Linked DNA regions of Ovis aries: region 1 is linked to region 2. Evidence: chromatin contacts called from public Hi-C data. All regions are on one chromosome and are shown on one strand. Each heading gives the region's core, a stretch centred on a gene start, on an enhancer-like site or on the middle of the called end of the contact. The rest is flanking DNA. Distances are from core to core; before and after follow the strand shown.

Region 1 (6,285 bases), core at 1,765-4,264, 530 kb before region 2:
TATATTTATGAAACAAAAACAGATTTACAGATACAGAGAGCAGACTCGTGGCTGCCAAGGGGAGAGTGGTTGAGGAGGGAGGGACTGGGAGTTTGGGATTAGCAGATGCAAACTATTATATATAGGATGGATAAGCATATATATGGATAAAGTCCTACTGTATAGCACAGGGAACTGGATATAATACCCTGTGACAGACCATAATGGAAAAGAATATGAAAGAATGTGTGTGTGTGTATATATATTTATGAGTCACTTTGCTATACAGCAGAAATGAAACACAACGTAAATCAATTATACTTCTATAAAATTAAAAAAAAATTAAAAAAAAACTCTGGTTAGTGTGGTGACCCAGGCCACACAGTTAGTAAATGGAAGAATCAGCACTCATTGAACTGAAACATTGATTCTGAGACTAAATTCAGTATTCTTTCCATAAGCACAGGTTTTTCCTGTACGATGGGTCCATGGTGCCAAGAGTGTGCCTAAGAATTGCTTGTAAACTAAATATACAGTTTCTGTCCCACAAATACACTGTGCTCTAGTTTTCAAATGCAAGTGTGATCTTGCTGAAGTTAAAACTTATTGTCCTTGTGTATTTTTTCTGTACATAGACAATGAAAAGGTAGAGTTATGAAATATTTATGTTAATGAAAATACAGCATAGTCAACAATGGCTGGAATTTTATGCTACCAAAAAGTTTACTTTAACACTAATCCCTGCAGAGGTCAAGATATTTTACTCTCTTCTTTTCCCCCTAAACTTGCCTCCTGTTTTCCAAACCCTTTCTTCCAGTGGGATAAAGCTGTTTCTTGCCACCTTTGGAGACAAATGGCCAACTGACTTAACACTTTAACAAAGGAATTCACACAACAGACAGTTAACCAATCAGCAAAAATACAGATATACAGCTTTTTTTTTTTCTGAGTATTTAAGCATATTTGAAATCTCCAGTTTTGATAAGGAGGAGACAGTGGGAAAAGAAAATGAGACCCAAGGGGAGATCAAGTTTTCTTCAGCTTGATTTTATGAGAGGTCTGGTGTGGGCTGGCCCCGTTTATCTTTGTGCACTTTGAGATATTCTTGTCCTATGAGATCAGCCCGCAAGTACCTGGTGAGCTTGCCCAGAAGCGGTAAGTAGTGATGAGTTGCTTTCCCAGCCTTCTCTCCACCCAGAAAGAAAGGGAGAGGCAAATGAGGTGAGGATGTAGATTCATCTCAGCTCTTCCAGTCCCTGTCTTCCTGGACCAAAAATAAATATAGATATCACCCACTTTTCAAAAGTTCACTTTATGCCACTTAGCTTTTACAGAAGACCTACACTAGTACCTGGTTTTGCTAACCAGGAGACATCTGAAGAGGATTTTAGAGTTTATAGAAAAAGGTGAAAATCTAAAATATCATCAGTGTTCAGTTTTGCAGAGAGTGATTATAGAGACAGCAGGCACCCCCAGCTGTGAGAGTGGCGCCACCAAGCTCCTCCCCCAGGAACTACACTCAGCATCTCAGCATCAAGTCCCCACAGCTTTGAACTCTGTGAGCATCTGTGTTTTATCTCTATTTATTCTGCACACTCTTGGCAAGATGTGTCCCAAGGTGTTTGCTTACTCACTGCAGGCCATTTCGGCTTAGAAAAGATTTCATAGGAATGCTCTACTTTCAGATGGGGCTGGGGGTGGTGCTGTACTTCAAAAGCACAGTGAGAAAAACCCTTCCCAAAGGGAAAGTTTGGTTATTACCTCCCAGGATTCTGTATTTCCCCAAATGATTCCCTCTCAAAGATTTTCCTTTCAGGTTTCTCACTGAAGACCTGAAGACCGGTTTCCCTGCAGCGACCTGAATGGAACCCCGAGAGGCAGGAGGGCTATGTGCATTTTTAAAGGACTCCCTTCCATAAGAAACATCTGTGAGCCTAGGTTGATACACCTCTCCCAACCAGTTCTGCTGCATTCAACAGTGGGTGAGTGACACTAGGGCCCCAGCCTTAGGTGTGCATGCCAAGTGTGAAGCTGCGCCAAGTGACTCACCTTACAAATTGAGCTGGCTGAGGCCATTAGCTGTTTCACATGACATGGTGGCTTTTAACCTCCAGCCTAAGAGTTCTTAATGAGCAATAGTCTGTCGAATTTCAGGATTTCAAGCCACAGCTCTTGTTTCTAAGGAGGACACACACTGTGTGTGCAATTAGAGAAAACCAGGCTGAGCTTTCGTCACCAGAAATGTAATGCCTTGAAGCCAAGTGATGCAGTATTTTTAGTTTTAATTACTAGCTTGTTCTCCACTCCATCCCCTGCTCAACGACCTCCCTTGCCTTCCACCCAGAATCTTAATTCCATCTCTTCCTCTCAAGAAATCCAATTGATTACATAGATCTTCATTATTTCCCAAAGCTCTCACTCTTCAGTAAAATATAGGAGGGGGGGGGGGCATCAAAACCAATGAATCTATTTTACGTATCTTCTCCTCCAGGAAAAAAATCTTAGCAATTTTCTATGGGCTGGAGAGAGAGGTAGGAGGTATAAAAAACACCCTACCTCCCTCCATAAGAGGCCGTTTTCTACTTCAAAAAACAGCTGTGGTAAAAATATCTCTTAAGAGCAGCCAGCTGTTTATTTATAAATCTGTGCACAGGGAAGCTTTATGTCTCTTACAAGAAATGCATAGTGTTCGGGTGAGAAGGGCTGGGGTTGCTGGCGGTGAACCAGAGACTGCCGGCTCCTTGGAAGGGAGGCTGCGGGTGGTGATGGAGACTCGGGTGGGGGCGCCCAGTGGAGAACTGGCTCAGGGCTTCAGCCTTTTTTCAGGTGTTCAGGTGGGGCGGGGGGGAACAAGGAACAGCTGCTGTTCTGTCTCTGCCCCAGCAGATGGTGGTGTCAGCCCGGTCCTCGCTGCCAGCCCGCCCGCTCCGCCCGCGCGGCGTGTCCCCCCACCCCCAGCCTGCAGATGGCTTAATCATGACTCGCCTTTCTCCCCCACCGGTCCCCCCGCCCGGCGCGTCTGGGCTAACGCTGCGAGCGCGGAGCCAGGCAGTCAAGTGTTACTGCGTACAGCAGGTAGCCTGGCAACTGAGAGCATAATACCGAGCAGATGGTGTTCGCACGGCGTGATGGACATCACACACGACAGCCCAAGACAATCCAGGAATTCCCTGGTGACTCGAGGCCCTCTTTACACAAAACGAGTTCTCTCTCCATTGCCGTGTATCTCTGGGGTTATCTACCCCCTCTATCCGACTGACACTGAACTGGTTTCTTATTACCGACTTTGCTTCCAGCCCGAGGGGAGGGAGATTTCAAGTGGGGGTTGGGGGAGGCTATGCAAGGAAACGGAAGGGCCGGGAGTTGGGGGAGGTGATGGGGGAGGTGGCGACCCGAGAGGGGAGGGACAGTGGCGCACCCCAGACCTAGGGGCGGACCATCTGAGAGGGACAGGGTTCCCCCATAACCCAGCCTCAAGAAGCCGGTGCGGGGAGGGCGGCGCTGGGGGCGTGCGAGCCTGGGCTTAGTGGCTTCGCCATCGAAGGGCTTACGAAGAGCCTAAATGAAATTTAGGATTTTACTTAAGAAGCCTCCTGGGGCGTAATTTAGCCTCTCGACTCGAGCCTCTGTGCTTACAAGCCCTTAGGGGACTGAGAAGTCAGGAGTGGAACCCGTGCGCCCTGAAGGGCCGAAGATGCCTCTCCGCGCAGGCGTTCTTAACAAAGAAACCGACCGGGAGGTCCGGGCGCGGGCAGGGGCAGTGCGGGGGGCCGAGGGGACCGGGAGAGCCGCCCAGGGGCCCCCAGGTCCTCGGCCTGAGAGCCGCTACGCAGCGGGTGAGATCGCTGCGCGCTCCCGGGCGCATTTCGCCACCCTCTTCCTCGCCGAGCGTCATTGGGAAGGAAGCGGGTTCTGGAGGAAATGGGGGGAGACAGGAGGATTGTTCACGGTAGGGAAAAGTAAAATTAATATAGAAACAAAAAGCATGTCTCAGAAAACAAATCTGTGCTTTTCACACACACACTTAAGCGGGTCAAGTAATTAAAAAAAAAAAAAAAGCCCAAATGGAATTTTGTCTAGATTTTATACGTCACGCCGCTTCTGTGTCCAACCTATCACCACTCTCAGGGGGGGGGGGTGCTTTCTCCTGTAAAGGTACTGGTCAAGTTTTAAGTTTCAGGAAGAGAGAGTCTTTTCAAAGGTGGAAGCTGACTTTTCACGCAGAATACCACACTTGCTGGGAAGGAGTTCAGCAGTTTCGTGTCAGAATCCGACACCCACTGCGGAGCTGGGTGGACTCCCCGGGGCTCAGGGTGGTGAGCTGGCATTCTCAGGCTCAGGAGGCCACCTGACTGCTTGGTCTCTACCCGCACCTCCTCAAATGGAAATCATATCCAGTAGGAATCCTCCCTCGACAAAGGAAACTCTGGGGATGAATGAGCTATAGAGAGAAAATGGCTAAGAAGGTGCTAAAACCTCTTACACTTTCAGTGTAGGGTGGGCTGTTGGGGAACCATGATGGGCTAAACCAGGGGTTCTCAAAGTGTGGGTCTAGGACCAGCATCATTAGCATAACCTGGGAGCTCGTTAGAAATGCAAATTTTCAGACTCTACTCCAGGTCTCCAGAACAAGAGTCTCTGGGTGCAATTTAACATGCCCCAGGATAACCACAGAGCTTCCCTGGTGGCCCAGATGTTGTTAAATAATCCACCTGCAATGCAGGATACCTGAGTTTGATCCCTGGGTCAGGAAGATCCCCCAGAGAAGGGAATGAATACCCACTCCTACATTCTTGCCTGGAGAATCCCATGGACAGAGGAGCCTGGCCAGCTACAATCCACGGGGTTGCAGAGTCAGACACAACTGAGCGACTGAAAACACACTCCCGTCACCACGATGCCCCATATTTTGAGACTCACTGGGGCAAATAATCCTGGTGTATGAGCACTGACTGCAACCTAGGGTATCAGCACTGTCTGTGCCCTGATTAGATGACAAACCCTGTACTTTCCAAAGCAAGTCAGAGTGCTGAGCTACTTAGGTTTCTATTGCAAATTCTTCTGCAGTTGGAACAGAGTTCTCTAATTTTCAGAGGGCTGTGCAGGCAGTATAAGCTTAAGAATTCTGGAAAAAAAAGCCTATGCTGTGATTCTTCCAGAAAGGTCAGTGTTCCTGCAGCTCTGCTGTGAAGGCTGAGGAGCAGCCAAGATCCAGGAATGGGTGAGGCCAGTTCAACTCCTTTGCTCAGGGAGAAAGCATCAAATGCCACTAGGCTTCCTGTCTCCTGGTCTATATACAGTAGGAAAGCTAAGATTTGAGGAAAGCTCCCTCTTCAGACATGAAAAAGACCCAAAGCAACAATAGAAGACAACTAGCATGTATGGGGTACCTTACTGTATGACTGTTTTCATTTGTGTAATCAAACTCATTTTGTTGATTAAAACAAAAAAAAATCTGAGTCTCTGAGAGGTTAAGTAACTTGCCTGATGTCCCATAGTCTTTGGGATTCTGACTTTTCCACTGACCAGAATGTGCATCTGGTCTAAATTGAGCAGACCACCCAAGAGGGCTCTGGAGTAAAGAGAAATGGGAAGGAGGGGGTGCGGGAGAGGGATGGGAATAGAAGCAAAAGGTAGACACTCTATTGGGATCAAAGGATGAAGCTGAAAGAGCACAAAAATATACATCATGTTTTATATGTTGCCTGATACCCAAAATTAGGATGCCTTTGTGGTATCAACTTTGACATTTAAAGAAAGGGCATAAGATTAGCCCATTCAACCAGAAATGGAAGGAAGAAACAAAATAAAATAAAACCTTAGAATTCTCTTTGAAGTTGATCAAGTGTCAGGGCAGAAACTTGGTTTCAGGATGGTGGCTTCTTTTAAAGACTTTCTTTGTCCTTGTCCAGAATAATTTTTCACTGTGGTTTGGAGAGTTGCTTGTAATACATTCATAGCAGTGCCCCAATAGACCCACCCCATATAAACACCTCTGTTTCAGCAGATTACTGAGGAAGTTTGGATAAAAAAGTTTGTTTTATGATGTGGCTGTGTCACCAAGATGACTGAGTTTTGAGGTAGTTTACCAATTTAGCAAGCTTATCATGTACAGGACAGTAACTTGGGGGTGCAATGCTAAGTCTGCTTAAATGGGTGCAGGAAAGTTCTTTGTTCGGCTTTTAAGAAGGAGCAGTGGAGGAACCCAATAGGCTTGGGTAGAAGCTCCAGGGTCCAGTGACTGGCATGATCCTGACCACGTAACACATAGCTTGTTATCACTATTATTGCTATGACTTCTTGATC
Region 2 (7,069 bases), core at 3,657-6,156:
GAGGTAGACTATGTTATTTTTATTTCTGAATCCACTTAATTTTCTACCTAAATGTATGCAGCATGTTGGCCTATCTACGGTTGTTTGTGGGTTGGTTGTCTGTAAACTGTAAGGGGGAATACATTTCTGGTTTATTCATTAATGTTATATCTGTACACAGCATATTACAGGCATTTATATAACTGTCGAATGAATGAATGAATACGAAAAGCAGATTAAAGTCATTTACAGAATCTAAGCTGCAGAACTTTTGAGCTGGAAGACATGTTCAGAGACTATCTATGCCATTGTTTACCAGTGAAGTATAAATATCTTCAATTTCTTGTTTTCTGCAAGGTTGATGCTATGAAAATTCCCAAGCACTCTATAGCTATCTTTGATTGGGTTGCACACTGGAACTTGTGTCCTCTACCATCAGAAATACAGCAAAAGAAAAAACAAGGTTTTCTGTTTTGCTTGGTTGGTAAACAATATCCTGGGCTTGCATACATCTGGATAGTCTATTAGTTTCTTTACAGATGGTTTGGAATCACCTGATCATCCTTCAGCGTCTTTCGTGTCTCCAGCTAGTCTGAATGCAGTGGCTGTATCCTTGAGGTCTTTCTCTGGCCCCGTGGGTGGACAGTGACCCTGCTGCTCTGACTCGTGGTGTCCATGGCAAACTCTCCAGGTGGGGGCTGGTCACACTAAGTTTAATAGGACCAAAGGCACCAATGACCAGATGCATTAGGAAGAGAGAGGCAGGGAAGCAGGGTCCTGAAAATAGAAATCACGTCAAAAAATAGATGACGAGTTGATAATGCCTTGAGGCCTTTGTTCAGGAACACTCTGGTACTATAAAGGGAAAGACGACAGTGCCATATTCTTCTGTGGAGTGCGCGTCGGTTTTTCTTCAAAAGTTCTTCCCAAAGAAGGCCTTGTGGGTTGTGGCTAACTCCATTTTCCCTTTTTATCTAGATTTGTGTTTCAACGCAAAATGTTATTCTTCTGCCAAGGATTGCTGTATCATCACATTAACAATAAGATAAACAAACTTGACAAAAATTCACTGAGAACAATAAGCGGTGGTAATTGCATATTCTTGTCCTAGGTATTTCCTTTTTGTTCTCAATTAAAAAGCAGTCCCAGCAGTTGTGTATGCTGTATCATTTGTTCACCTTAAATAAATACTTTTGAATCTAAAAATATAAGCAGAAATAAAACTTTCTGAAAAAAATAAAAAAGCTGATACTCAGAATCACATCAAAAATGAGAAATGGATTTTTAGGGGATCAGGATGGTTTTCAAGCCGCTGAGGTTTCCTGACAAGCCAGCTCTGTTTACAGTTCTAGATCCATGAGGGTCTCAGCCCTAGACATATAGCTGAATGGTGCAGACGCCCAGGAGAATATTTGAGGTCTGCTTAGACTTCACAGAACTATGAGTTAACTACACTCACTGGCAGATATTGCAGGAAAGAACAGGATTTGAATTAGCATTCGGTCAGTTCACAGCTATGACCTACTAGTGCATTTTAATTCACTCTGCTTGAATTCAGCACACGATTCTCAACTGTGACTAGCAGTGCACACATCTGAGACCCCTACTAGAGGTGGTGCACAAGCGTGAATTTGCCACGTTTAGGGGCACGGGCTCAGCCATACACTTCTCTCTCCAGATTACCAATGGAAATGACCAGGGAAACTTCAGAAGAAGCAAAGTGGCCGACCACTTTAGCTTCCACACCTGATCCACGCAGCAGCTGGGCTCTGAGCCCTTCAGGACAGGGTAACCTGTCTCCTCCCACCTGACCTATGGGCTTTTAAGCAGCCGGCTCTAGCATGGAGAGAGAAAGCTCTCACACGGCCTCCTTTGCTGTGCTCACACTTCCCACACGACATGCTGAAACCAGCGTGTCAGGACAGACACACTCATAATAAAACCAGAAAGCAGTGACAGTGCTGGCAATTTTATACCTGGGCCATGTGCCAGAACTGGCTCCGGGGAGGAGGTGCGTGGACGGGAGGAATGCCCTGCTCGCAACCCTTTGCAAAAACAAAAGTTAGGGCTGTATTAACTGAGGGCTGCTGGCAGACTCTGGCTTAAGGGTTTTTTTTTTTCCCCCAGAACCTTTGGAGATGGGGCCTCAACTAAGATCAACAAGGGGGCTTTTAGACCCCAGACATGTATACAGACTCAGCAGAGCCGGCCAGGTGAAGGGGCCAGGACCCCCATCCCCAGCCCTGCTTTGGCCCATGGAAGCCCCGTCTTTTCAGTGTTGCTAAATTAGTCATCTATGCAGCCTCTGTACACCTAAAACCGTCTGAGTTTTTTAAAAATCTGACAGCATTTCTGTGTCTACAGTTCATGGGGTCACAAAGAGTCAGACAAGACTGAAAAGACAGCATGCACGCATTTCTGAGTCAGGAATTCGTGGATGGCTTAAGGGTGTGTTTTGGGTTCAGGGTCTCTCATGACGTTAAGATATCAGCCTGGGCTACAGTCACCTAAAGTTCTGACAGGGGTAAGAGGACCCATTTCATCCAAGATGCTCACTCACATCATTTTCCCTGGGAAGTCAGTGCTGGCTGACAGCAGAAGGCCTCAGTTCCTTGATGCGTGGACCATATCCACTCACATCGTTGCTTGAGTGTTCTCATGACACCGGCTTCCCCCACAGTGAGTGATACAGGAGACAGCAAAATGGAAGTCACAATGTCTCTTATGTTCTGGCCTTGGAAGTCACACACACTTGGTTACACAAGTCACCCTGCTTAACAGGGAGGGAACTACACCAGGACATGAATATTGGGAGGCAGGGGTCCTTGGGGGCCGTCTTGGAGGCTGGCTACCTTGGCTGCCTCGTGGCTCTACTGCTGCCCACGGGAAATGATCTTCTCTCAAGAGCTATACAAACACCAGGGCTGGGACTTCCCTCACAGTCCAGTGGCTAAGATTCTGTGCTCCCAATGTAGGGGGTCCAGGTTCAGGTCCCGGTCAGGGAACTAGACCCAACATGCTGCAACCAAGACTTGGTACAGACAAAAAAAAAGACAAAACAAAACAAATACCTGAGCTCTTCCCAAGAGCCATACAAATCTGACGCTCATGGTAATGTCCAAGTGTCTTTCTAGAAAAGAGCCAACGTTCTTGACCTGTCTGCCTCAAGTAGGGGGTGGTTCAGTGTCCAGCCCCAGCCACCACATCTCGGCTGTGTAGCAGCAAGCACATTTGTGACAAATGCTGAGAGTAACCTAGTCACTCACTATCCAGGCGCACACCATGGCTTAGATGCAGCTTGAAAGCAAGGCCCACCCCCAGAGAAACTTCTAGATGGAGTATTGCTCTAAAATGAGCCTCTGGTGGCCTCAAAGACTGAATAAGCCTATCTAAGTGTCTGAGTTATACCTGTGAGGCTCTGGGGAGAGTGTGCCCTCACTGTATTTCTGCTCTCTTCCTGGAGGGCAAATAAAGCTTGCTGACTCAGGAGGGAGACAAGACACTCAACGGTAGTAGTTCTGGGGGTTCAACTTTGGTGGCTGTCTGCAGAAACTCCAGTGATCTGCAAGATAATCTGACCTAATTTCAACTGTAAACTTAAAAACTGACTGAACAGATAGTACATACCTGGCTGTTTAGAAACATTATCTCCTTTAATCTTCAGAGGAACCCTTAGGTAAGAATCATGACCACCATTTCATAAACCTGCAAACTGAAGATCAGGGAGGTTAAATGACACACCCAATGTCCCAGCTAGGAGACGTGGGCTCAGAATTTTCCAGTCTGAGTGTGTCTGACCCTAGAGCCCATGTTATACACTCTCTGAGACCTTTCCAACTGAGAAGAGAACATATACCCAGGAAAGAGGGAGGAGAGGACAGGGTCCCCACACTGCCACGGCCCAGCATCAGGGGCAGGAAGATGGATAGAGGCAGAGGGCCGAAGAAGGACAAACTAATGGCATTTGCTGTTGGGAGTGACCAGTCTGTGGATGTTCTTCAGCTCATCTCTTGGCCCGCTTCTCCTCAGTCTAGGAGACAGAGACGCCAGATGGGTCTCAGGGGGCAGCAAACTGGGCATCTTCCTCCAGCTCCAAGGAGAGTCGGGTTGTTAATACTAAGTTACTCTAGGCTGGCCTCCTGCTAAGTTAAGCATCACTTTTAAAAAATCCTCACATCATTATTGTAAGGTAAGCATTACTGCCGCTTTTAATAGTTGGGGAGAAGGAAGATTGGGGAGTTTAGGGACATCCCCAAGATCAAAAGACCCCAGGTGTCAAAGCTCACATTTCAACCCAGGCATCTGACTTTAGGCCCATCAAGCATGTAACACCATGTTCTACTAGACAGAGGTTGAGGGTCGTGGATGACCGCGTGGCCCTTTCAGGGCGGGGTGACAGTGCCAGCCCGCGACCAGGGAGGGGCAGGGTCGCCAGTCCTCCTGAGGGACGCATGCGGATGGCGCCAGCCGTGCTCAGGCAGCCACATGGGAGCCTGCTCCTCCGGGACCCACCCGACCCTGTTGCTTGGGGGCCGGGCCTGCAGCGATCCTGGCCTTGGCCTTGCCCGAGTCGGAAGGCAGCCTCATGCTCGGCTGGACAGCAACTGGGGTGCTCTGGATGGATGAGCTAGAGAGGGAGGTATCCAGGCTTAGGCGTGCGCCAAGGACCGGGGCGTGGGGCTCTGAACACAGATCACACCCCCGATCCCTTTCCCCCGGCGATCCCCACCCCTCACCACCCGCCTCCCACCGCCAGTGGTCGGTCTGCCCGTCTGGCCGGAGCCTCCGCCGGGTGCGGCCGGACGGTGGTGGGTGACTGGGGGAAGGGAGGGGACGCCCTGCTCCTCGGCCGTCGACCCCGGAGGCTTTGTGTATTCGGAACCGGATTCCCCACCTCCCTCCCCCACCTCCCATTCCCGCTTTCTTTTCCCTTAACCCAAGTCCCAGTAGAGTATTCAGCAATTAGCACGTGAGGAGGGGGTGGAAGGCGGCGGCGGGCGGGCGTGGGGGCGGTGAGATTCCCCCGCACCCACCGCCCCCCACCGCCCCCGCCGGGATGGGTCCCGAGCTCCCGCCTGCGCTGCCTTCGTGCGCCACCTACCGGCTGCTCGCGGCAGCTTCGAGCCCGCCAGCGCGGTTCCTAGGCAGATCTTAATCTCCGTGGACAATAGACAATGGGATTTTTTTTTAAAAAAGCAATGATTTATTTTGGGGGGTGGGGATAAGAGGAAAGGAGGGAGGGAGGAAGCAGCAGTGTGTTTGTCATCGCTTTAGGAAAAAAAAAAAGTCTGTTCTATCATTGTTTCTGCATATCCATTATGTTGAGGACAAAAGAATCCCCTTCTGGAACAACAAAGCCAAGGGAAATGTTTTCTGTGGCTGACATTTAATTGTGTGCGCAAGGTGCTACATTATCACGGAGAGAGACTGTAAGGAAGCTAGGGCACAGCTTAGTTGTATGCCTGATCAGGTTCAGAAGCCTGGTTTTCTGCGTTAAGATGTGGGCTTTCTTACCTGAACCCAGTTTTATATGGCCTCATGTACTGGTGTTATGCAGGACACATTATTCTGTGTTTCTGTATAGTTGCCTAACCCAGCACAAGGATTCCTTGTGGATTGTTTTCTCACTGCCTTCAAGGGCCTTTTCTTTTACAGCCAACAGGGATAATCATGCTTCATTTCACAACCTCCCTACACTCACTTTACCAAAACGACACTAATTTTAAGGAGCTATTAGGAGCCTTGGAGAACACTTAGACCAACCTCCTCAGTTGTACACAGGAAGCGGGTAGAATGCCTTGTCCAAAGTCATGAAAGTGATTAGAGATGCATTTGGGACCAGAAAGCTTGTATCCTGAGCCCTGGTTTCTAGTATGATCTGCTATTTAATGTCCTGATGCCCAGCACCCCCTGACTCTCTCACCCTGTCCTTTCTGGCTGAACAACCCCCCAGGCAGTGAGTTGTGTGCACAAAGACCAGTGGTAACTAGGCCTGATCGGGGTGGGCTGAAGTGTAAACTTCCTTGATTGGCGGCAGCCCTTTTATTCCCTTTTCACCGCTTTCCCTCTGTAGAATGAAGGAGGGGTTGAGGGGTGCAATATGGACATTATCTTCATTCCTTAATTTTGTTATTTTTGCTGTGATAAGTTAATATGTAAAACCTATACAATTATCCACAATTCACTAGAAGATGCTTTTTCTGAGAGGCAAGGCTTAAGCAGCCCTCCATTCCACCCCCACTGCTAACCCAGATGCTGGGAACACAGAGGTGCGTGTCTTCCATCTTTAGAAATTGTTCTCAGTGGTCTCTTGACAAAGATGGTTTACCCTTGGGAACTTGACTAAGATTTCCTTCTTAGGTTCATGAAAAATCCCTGGGGAGATGCCGATAGCTGATCATATTGTAACAGAGACATTTTTCTTCTGCCATCTTGCAAAACAGGCTACAACAGACGGCACTCCCCTTTGAACTCTTAACTGTGACACGCTGAGACAGGATCGTCGAGTCTCAGGTGAGAAGCTCAGCAAACATCTTTGCACATCCAAAATAAGTCAACCCATCGTAGAAGTCTGCTTATTTGAAAGGTTGTTCGATCTGTTTAAAGCAAATAGACTAATCTCACAATCTGTAGACAAATAGGCAACAAGCTGAAGAGGTTTCAAAACAAAAGCCCAGAGCACTCTCTAACTCTCTTTTAACCGTGTTCTAAAAGCATAGAGAAGCAAAAACACACTGGGATTGCAAGCAGTTCTTAAACCTTTCTGCTGAGTTGTGGCACTTGAAGCACTTTGGTTTATACTGAGACTGTGTGACATGTTAACAGGGAGTTTAGATTCTCTCCATCTCTTAGTTATCATCTGTTTTTTTTTTGTTTTTTGTTTTTTTTTTTTTGTACCCAGTAGTGATTCATCCTGTCTCTACAGAAAGACCCCCAGTTCAACGATATTTTGTTATGACAACCACCCACCTACAAACACCTTGCCTCAAGGATGTTGTGAGAATCAAATGCGATCAAATGAGATGATGTAGGTAAAAGTGCTTTTAAAAGCCTAAAGCACTCTTCCGATGTGAAGACTTATTCCCATGTG

The links. A called contact is a pair of places that touch in the nucleus more often than the background predicts.
Region 1: a Hi-C map of hypothalamus shows a contact between it and region 2, with 6 times the contacts expected there. The contact joins two enhancer-like sites. A contact is called at or near these places in 11 of 16 Hi-C or Micro-C datasets (hypothalamus, liver, mesenteric adipose tissue and 6 more).

The regions. Positions count from the first base shown.
Region 1 is chr17:18,064,175-18,070,459 of ARS-UI_Ramb_v3.0, reverse strand. The region is part of intron 2 of MAML3 (mastermind like transcriptional coactivator 3); the gene reads right to left. Among named protein-coding and RNA genes, the nearest start is that of MGST2, 59 kb to the left of the region's middle. Within about 2 kb of position 3,014, at least 45 of the 54 cell types and tissues checked have an H3K27ac peak or open chromatin away from gene starts, as enhancers often do. A contact at or near this core is called in hypothalamus and liver, where this site is marked.
Region 2 is chr17:17,535,453-17,542,521 of ARS-UI_Ramb_v3.0, reverse strand. LOC114108789 reads left to right here. Exons shown (of 3, transcript XM_060400652.1): 3 at 1-1,185. Among named protein-coding and RNA genes, the nearest start is that of SCOC, 96 kb to the right of the region's middle. Within about 2 kb of position 4,906, at least 21 of the 54 cell types and tissues checked have an H3K27ac peak or open chromatin away from gene starts, as enhancers often do. A contact at or near this core is called in hypothalamus and liver, where this site is marked.